3 separate regions of the Oryctolagus cuniculus genome follow, and regions 2 and 3 are each linked to region 1. A link is a contact called in public Hi-C and Micro-C data. All regions are on one chromosome and are shown on one strand. Each heading gives the region's core, a stretch centred on a gene start, on an enhancer-like site or on the middle of the called end of the contact. The rest is flanking DNA. Distances are from core to core; before and after follow the strand shown. Region 1 holds the start of EPHB3 (EPH receptor B3). Region 2 has its middle 43 kb from the start of VPS8. Region 3 holds the start of VPS8 (VPS8 subunit of CORVET complex).

Evidence for each region. Hi-C and Micro-C count contacts between places; a contact is called where the count stands out from the background.
Region 2: a Micro-C map of ear pinna shows a contact between it and region 1, with 4 times the contacts expected there. The contact joins the enhancer-like site here to the promoter of EPHB3 in region 1. A contact is called at or near these places in 6 of 6 Hi-C or Micro-C datasets (ear pinna, embryonic fibroblasts, liver and 3 more).
Region 3: a Hi-C map of embryonic fibroblasts shows a contact between it and region 1, with 5 times the contacts expected there. The contact joins the promoter of VPS8 here to the promoter of EPHB3 in region 1.

Annotation. Positions count from the first base shown.
Region 1 is chr4:94,162,972-94,165,671 of mOryCun1.1, forward strand. EPHB3 (EPH receptor B3) reads left to right here and starts at 1,417. Exons shown (of 15, transcript XM_070073185.1): 1 at 1,417-2,005. The coding sequence starts at 1,906.
Region 2 is chr4:94,353,253-94,355,952 of mOryCun1.1, forward strand. No RefSeq gene overlaps it. Among named protein-coding and RNA genes, the nearest start is that of VPS8, 43 kb to the right of the region's middle. Within about 2 kb of position 1,294, at least 1 of the 8 cell types and tissues checked has an H3K27ac peak or open chromatin away from gene starts, as enhancers often do. A contact at or near this core is called in ear pinna, where this site is marked.
Region 3 is chr4:94,396,603-94,399,302 of mOryCun1.1, forward strand. It overlaps VPS8 (VPS8 subunit of CORVET complex), which reads left to right and starts at 1,399. Exons shown (of 46, transcript XM_070072435.1): 1 at 1,399-1,516.

The DNA.
Region 1 (2,700 bases), core at 167-2,666:
ACACGGGTAGCAGGGACCCAAGCACTTGGGCCATCCTCTGCTGCCTCCCAGGATGCATTAGCAAGGAGCTGGATTGGAAGTGGAACAGCCAGGACTCGAACCTCCACTCCAGTATGAGAGGTGGGCTTCCCAAGCAGGGGCTTAACCCACTATGCTACAAGGTCTGCCCCAAGATTTTGAGTTTTTAACAAGCACCTAAGAATTCTTGAGGCTTCTGAGGAAGTGGAGTGAGTCTGTGCAGCGCTGGGTTCAAAGCCTGCGGGTGCCACTTTTCAGCTGTGTGACTTGGAGCAAGCCACTGAGGCTCTCTAGATGTCACTTTTGTCTGTAAAAGGCAGCTATAACACCGCCCGCCAGCTCAGGATGTGTGGGCTATTGTTTCAGGGCCTTTATTGCACCTTGTCAATATTTGCAGAATGAATGGGACAGGGGTCCATTTGCCCAAAGCTGAAACCTAGGTGTTCCCTTTGATGTCTCCATCCACGACACCTTTCTCACCCACCCAATCAAAGAAGTCCTTGCGACTCGGTCTCTTAAATACAGCTTACACCTGCCCGACTCGCTCACCCTCACAGCCGCCCCCCTGCCACCGCCGCCGCTACCCGCGGAACCTCCCCCTGCCGCGCTCTGCCCCGGTGCCCACCAAGGCCTAGTTCTCGGAAGCCCATCCCCGCCTCCACTTCCTAAGCCTCCTTTCAGCCCCTCTCCAAGTACGCGATGAATCAGTTCCTGCTGCCCCCGGGTGCTTGCACGAAGCCCGTGCTCTGTGCCCGCCGGTCCCAGGACACAGCCGCGGCTCTATCCTCCGCGCCCCTGTGACGACGGAACACCTGCCCCCGCCACCGCACGGGCCTCGACGCACAACGCAGACCCCTGTGTCAGGCGCTGCGGAAGCGCCCGCGCCGACTGTCGTCTTTAACACCTTGTGGGCGCTCAAAATATTTGTTGAATGAACGATTAAACACGTAGCTGAGTGAATGAATGAATCAGCGACCGAGAAGTCCCGGGTCACGGGGTACGTCGCCGCGGGCGCCCCCCTGGCAGGGCCGAAGCCAAGCCCGCCGCCTGGGGGCGTCCCGAGGCACGTGCGGGCCACAGGGGGGCGCCCCTGGCTCGCGGGATCCGGCCGGCACCTCGGACTCAGGCTGGGTTCCTAAGGGCCAATGGGCGGCAGGGGGCGCGGCCATGCCTCTGATGGACAGTATCGCCCCGCCCCAGCTAATTCATCTTTTTCTTGGCCCCGCCCAAGCCAAGCCTCGGAGCCCGAGGGTGGGTCTGGTGGAGGCGCCGCCAACTGAACCCCAGCCGAGTGCTCTCGGGGCCGAACCCGCGGGCCGGGCGGTCTGTGAGTGGGCGGGCGGCCCCCGGGGGCGGGGCCGCGGCGTTGACAGGCAGGCGGGCGGCCCCGCCCCCCCCGCCCAGAGCGGCCGCGCCGGAGCTGGGGGCAGCAGAAGTGAGTACGTGAGCGGCGCAGCAAGATCCCAGCTCGGACCCCGGACGGCGCGCGCACCCGGAGCCCCGCATCCGAGTCGGGCCCGCGGCGGACTGCTGGATTACTGTGCACCCCGAACCACGACCACTTGCGCCCTCCTGCCCCGGTCCGCCTCCCCGAGTCCTCCGCCACCCAGCGCCCCAGCGCCCCGGATCCTCCTGGACCGGTCCGTCCAGATTCCCGCGGGACTGACCTGCCCGCATCCCCCGGGATCGCCGGACTCTGGGCGCCGCCTCGGTCCCGGAGCCGCCCGCCTGGATTGCACCCCCTCCCGGCCCGGATCTCCTGGAACCGTATACGCGAGCCTTCCCCGGAGCGCGCCCAGCGGCGGACCCTGCCTCGGGCTCCCGCAGCCCCGCCGGCGCGGCCCGGCCCGGCGCGGCCCGGCTCGGCTCCCCGCAGCCGCCCCGGCCATGGCCCGAGCGCGCCCGCCGCCGCCGCCGCCGCCGCCGCTGCTGCCTCCGCTGCTGCTGCTCCCGCTGCTGCTGCCCGCCGGGTGCCGAGCGTTGGAAGGTGAGCGGCGTCGGGGGGCGCGCCGGGGGCTGCCGGGGTGAGGGCCGGTGCGGGCTGAACTCACATCGGGGGAGGCTTGGTCACCCGCGCCGGCTGCCGGGCCGGGGGATGGGGTGAGAGAACGCCCCCGGGCCGCCTGGCAGGCGGGCAGCTCGGCTCTGGTGAGCGTCCGCCGAAGTCCGTCCCCGCCGCGAGCTGCGGTGCTAGCAGCCGGCACCAGCCGCGGCGGAGCGGGCGCGCAGCATTCGGAGAGGCGGGCTGGTGCGGGTGACCCTCGGGCGAGGCGCCGGCCGCGGGGCCCGGGCGGGGGGCGGCGCCGTGGGAACCCGCCGGAGTTAACAGTGAGGGTGTGCGTGCGGGCTTCGCGCTCGGTCGGGGGCAGGCTGCGGGGGCGGGGAGGCGGGCGCGGGTTATTGTTTGTGGCTTACCGAGCGCCAACTACCCCGAGGTGCCGCGCGCGCGCCGGCGTTGCACCCTGCTCCGAGGATCCCCCTCAGCCTTCGAGCGGGACCCCCCTAGTGGTGGGGTCTCCGCAGAACCCCCGAAGTGGTGGTGGTGCCCCAGGAGCGCCGGACCCGGGTGCGTTACTGCTTAGCGGGCGGTGGCAGGCCCGGCTTCGCCAGTGAAACCTGCCAAGACCGCTGCCGAGGTGGTGGCTCCAACTTGGAATGGCTGCACTTGGGGGAGCAGCCGAG
Region 2 (2,700 bases), core at 44-2,543, 190 kb after region 1:
GCGGGTTAAAGCCCCAGCCTGCAGTGCTGGCATCCCATATGGGTGTCAGTTCAAATCCCAGCCGCTCCTCTTCCCATCCAGCTCTCTGCTATGGCCTGGGAAAGCAGTAGAAGATGCCCAAGTCCTTGGGTCCCTGCATTCATGTGGGAGACCCAGAAGAAGCTCCTGACTCCCGGCTTCAGATCAGCTCAGCTCTGGCTATTGCAGTCATTTGAGGACTGAACCAGTGGAATGGAAAACTCTTTCTCTCACTTTACCTTTCTCTGTTATTCTTTCAAATAAATAAATAAAAAAAAAAAACTTTACTTAATGTAAAAAAAAGTCCAAAAAGAAAAGTTGCATAATATGTCAACAGCATAAGGATAGGCATATTTCCAAAATACGGATGTCTTGCTTTACCTTAACGTTGTTCTTGCCTTGAAGGGCTGAGGCAATTTTTTGTTTGTTTGCTTTTAGATTTATTTATTTATTTATTTGAAAGGCAGAATTACAGAGACACAGAGAGAGACAGAGAGAGAAATAGAGACAGAGAGATCTTTCATCTGCTAGTTCACTCCCCAGATGGCCACAATAGCTGGAGCTGGGCTGATCTGAAGCCAGGAGCCAGGAGCTTCTTCCAGGTCTCCTACATAGGTGCGGGAGCCCAAGCACTTGGACCATCTTCCATGCTTTCCCAGGTGCTTTAGCAGAGAGCTAGAAAGGAAGTGGAGCAGCCAGGACTCGAGCCTGCACCCATGTGGGATGCTGGCGCCACAGGCAGCAGCTTTACCCACTATGCCACGGTGCTGGCCCCAGGAGGCAATTTTTGAACACTTGGTCCGGCTCCAGCCTGTGGGCATGTGGGGTCTGCCATCCTAAAGCTGATCAGTGCTCCCATCTTGATCTCTTCTCCAATGCACCTAGACGATGACATCCTAATGGCCCACTTGGGCCCTCCTGCTCACCTGCAGGTTCTGTCTGAGGGATAGGCTCTGTGCACAACAGACCAGGGTAGGCTGAGCGGCTCTGGGACGCTGTCCTCCACCTGGGGAAAAGTCGCCTGGCCAGAGCACCCCTGACTCCAATCCCTTCTTTCTTTTACAGCCTCACAGGATAGTCATGGGCATAACATGCACCCTGCAATAGTTGTATTCAGACTGGAGCATCGAGGTGCACTCAAGGTCACCCCCACATCACGGTCACGTCCACTTCGGAAAATGGTGTGATACATCATCAATTTTCCAGCTCACCTTTTGCAAGCCAGTTCAGGCACCCTAGCCTGAAATCCTCTCTGGCCACCTGGACCAGGTAAGTGGGGTCCAGGCCTTCCTCTGGGGCCCCCATTGCACATTGCATTATTATTCACAGCTGGGTCTTCTTGTGCCCCTTGCTAGACTGTGCGCTCCTGGAAGGCAAGATTCCAATCTTACTGCTTTTTTGTATCCCCTTTCCAGCGCAATGTCTCAGTATGACATACCTGAGTAGGTGATGGCTGAGCGAATGAAGGAAAGAAACCGTAACTATTGTCATTTGATTTCCAAAACAACCTTGGGAACCAAGCAGGGCAGGAATCTGAGCCCTGATTTCCTGGGGAAAAAAAGCAGCAGCAGCAGAGGCTCCAGGAGGGTAGGGCCTTGCTTAAGGTCACCTGATTCCTGGAGCTGGCGCCAGGGCTGTGGTGCAGTCTGGTAGCTCCAAGAGAGGTTTCTCCGCCCACGCTTGCTCTGCTGCCTGGAGAGGCACTCCCGAGCAGCCTCCTGCACAGGTGGTTCCCTGGTGCTTCCCATCCAGGTCCCTGCCCCGCCCCAAGCACCGGCTTTGAAAGAGTTGGCCTAGCAAACCAACTGTAATTAGGCGGTAATAATGACTCCATTTTCTCGTTTTTATTAATAAAAGGCATATGCGCCCTGCCACTCAGAGCGTTCGGGGGGAGAGTGTGTGTTTCCCTCGCTGGGTTAACAAGATTCCACCCAGAAGCAGGCAGTGAGCAAAGCACCTTTTCCGCACCTGTCAGCCCCCTCGGCCCACCTGCTCCCAGCCTCTGAAGTGGGGGGGGGGGACCCCAGGGGGCCGCTGCAGTGGCTCCCACTTGCCTCGCCATCGTCGCTGCTGGACTCAGCAGACCCTGACTTCTGGAGACGCGTCTCGGCCATGTGTCAGCTGCCCGGGGAGAAGCTGGAGTGATGTGCTCCAAGACCTGTCAGGAGAAAGGGTTTACAGTCAGTGAGGAGCCGCAAACCCCTGCCCGCGCACTGGCCAGTGGAATGTTAATTCTCCGCCTCCGCTGCCTGGACACCACCTTCCCCTCTTGGCCCTGCTCTCCCAAGCCTATGGAACACAGCTCAGGTTTGCCTTCCCTGGGGACTGCACATGGCTTCACTTGGTCCAAGTGACACTGCTCAGAGCGGAAAGCGACGGTCAGGCAGGGCTGCGGCCTTCCTGCCCCTGCTCAGCACTGGCGGGGGCCTCTGTGGCTCACTGCCCGGGCTCTCTGCCCTCTCAGCAGTGGTGGGACCCTTGCTGCACAGGCCTTGAGGGCAAAGGAAAACTGGACTGTCTCCTTTCATCCTCCCTCCCTCCCTCCCTCTCGTCAGTCCGTCCCTCTATCCGTCCGTCAGCAACTCCATGTCAAGGGCCCACTGTGCCAGGCAGTCAGCCAGGAGCTGGGCAGCCAGACGCCACCTCTGTCCTCTTGCACCTCTGCAGGCTGCTACTCAGCTC
Region 3 (2,700 bases), core at 149-2,648, 230 kb after region 1:
CGAATTCTTTTTTATTTATTTATTTATTTATTTATTTATTTATTTATTTATTTGAAAGGCAGAGTTAGAGAGCCAGAGGCAGAGGCAACGGCTGGCTACAAGGGCTGGAAATGAACCAATCCGGAGCCAGGAGCCAAGAGCTTCCTCCAGGTCTCCCACGCAGGTGCAGAGACCCAAGGACTTGGGCCATCTTCTTCTGCTTTCCCAGGCCATAGCAGAGAGCTGGAATGGAAGTGGAACAATCAGGACTCGAACCAGCGTCCATATGGGCTGCCGGCACTGCAGGCTTTATTAGCTACACCACAGCACAGATCTACACTGAATTCTTAAAGGGGACCTGGAGGAGAGGGCTGTCTTTTGCCTTGTGGGTGAAGTCTAGTGAACCCCGGTTATGCTCAATAACTGCCTACCAAACAGAACGTTTTCGGTATCTTCTTCCACGAGCCTACTGTGGTGTGCTTCCATAATTTCGTGGTTGTAGGCCCCAGAGGCATCGAATCTGTGTCTTGGGGCCAATATTATCTATAGTGGTGACTCCTAAAACCAGTCTGGGGCAGGCATTTGGAACAGCTGTTTCGCTTGGGGAGCCTGCATTGCAGGTGGAAGTGACTGGGGTGGAGTCCTAGCTTGGCTTCCAATTCCAGCTTCCTGCTTAGGTGCACCCTGGGAGGCAGCAGGTGATTGTCCAAGTGCTGGGGGTCCCCGCCACCCATGTGGGAGACCAAGATGAGTTCCTGGCTCTTGGCTGTGGCTTGGCCTAGCTCTGGCAGTTGTAGGAATTTGGGGAGTGATTCAGCATGGAAGATTTCTCTCCCTCTTTCTCTCTCTGCCTTTCAAATTATTAAATAAATAGTTAAAATAATAAATAAAACCAGTCTGCTTGAGAAGCCTTTATATTTCTTCAGGAGCAATAGATAAATAAAATATATTTTAAAGATATTTCCTTTATTTGAGAGTGTATCCCTCCTATATTTTTGATGTTAAGACACATTTTTTTTTTTTTTACATAGCAATTGATGACAAATTAGAAAATAGTAGTTAGTTTGTAGTGTGTGTCCTTATTTGGAAAGTAAAAAATCTGAAGTTCTGTATTCATCTTTTAAAAGAAATTTTAAAAAGTTCCTTTTTTGCTGGCTGAAAACTCTGGAATCCAAGGAATCACTTGTCTTTTCTGGGCTGCCTAAAGTAGGGTCACTTTCTTGAATGCTAGATGAATTCACTCACATAGGGCTAGAGCAGAATGTCTTTTCTCAACTTAAGGATTGCTATTGGTCTATGCGCCGCGTCGGGCATTTGCATCACACTGGTCCCCCTAAGTCCCTGGGATGAAACAGGGTGGCTCTTGCCCTTTAAATAGGGGCGTGGTGTGGCGGCGAGCACCGCCCAGGAGAGGGAGCTGAGAAGAGGAAAGCGGAAGCGTGGACCCCGGTGGTAGGCGCTGCGCGTGCGTGAGGCTGGAGCAGGGGGCGGGGTGACAGGGGCCGGGGCTCCTGGGCCCGAATGGCTGCGAGCTCAGGTAACGAGTCTTCTTGGAGTGGGCCGGCGGGGAGGGGACAAGTGTGAGGGGCCCTACTGGGGTTGGGAGGAGAGCACGCGCCCCATCTCTGAGCCTCGGCCCCTTCTCCCGCGCGACGGCAGCGCGGCCTCGGGGAGCTGACGGAGCAGTCCCTGATGTGTTCAGTGGCCTGGGGCCGCAAGCCGGGTGGCATGGACTCTCGGGCGGAGGGGCTTGCCCTGCATTTGGCCCAGAACTGGGTCAGGCTGTTTCCACTGGCTGGTTCTGAACGTGTGTGAGGTCGAGGGGCAGGCGCGCCCACTGCCCGGATTGTGAGAGTAGGAGGTGGGTGGCCCTTCTCTGACCCCACAGTCCAGCGGCAGGGGTGTGAGCCTGCTCGTTGAGGTGGGGGTGTGGACTCCCCCATCCTCCGAGGACGGAGATGAGCCTGCGTCCTGTGGCCAAGGCCAAGGGCTAGCTGGGGTGCACTCTTAGGATTGATGCGCTCCCTGTGAGGCTGGTCTCCGTTTGTCCCTGACTGCAAGGGCTGCCCCAGGGTGGGGACAAGAGAGTGAAAGATGAGTGTCTGTGCCCTGGCTAGTTCCCCAGGAGCGGCACCCCGGGGAAGGAGGAAAACAGTTATCTAAAGTGCACGCATGAAACTAGTGTGCTTCAAACTAGGATAGGTGAGGTGACCTGGGATCCGTGAGCGAGGTTCCATGGGGTTCCATGGTCATGAGTTATCAGAGAAGGATGGGGCGCCTTCTGTGAATAAGGAGGTGTTCTACATCATCCTGACACTTTTTTTTTTTTTTTAAAGATTTATTTATTTGAAAGGGAGAGAGAGAGAGAGATAGTCCATCTGCTGGTTCACTCCCCAAATGGCTGCAATGGCTAGGCCTGGGCCAGGCTGAAGCTAGGATCCCAGAGTTTTTCTGGGTCTCCCACGTGGGTGCAGGGACCCAAGCACTTGGACCATCTTCTACTGCTTTCCCAGGTGCGTTGGCAGGGAGCAGGATCGGAAGTGTGGAGCGGCTGGGGTGCTGGTCGCTGCAGCCCTGACCCCTCACCCTTCCATTCTTGAGACTACTAATAGAATGCACAGGAAGGCCTGTGTCTGCCACATTGCCAGCCTTCTACCACATTATCCCCTCCTCCCACCAAAAGCATAACCAGAGGGAGGGAGGGGGAAAGTGGAGTAGAAA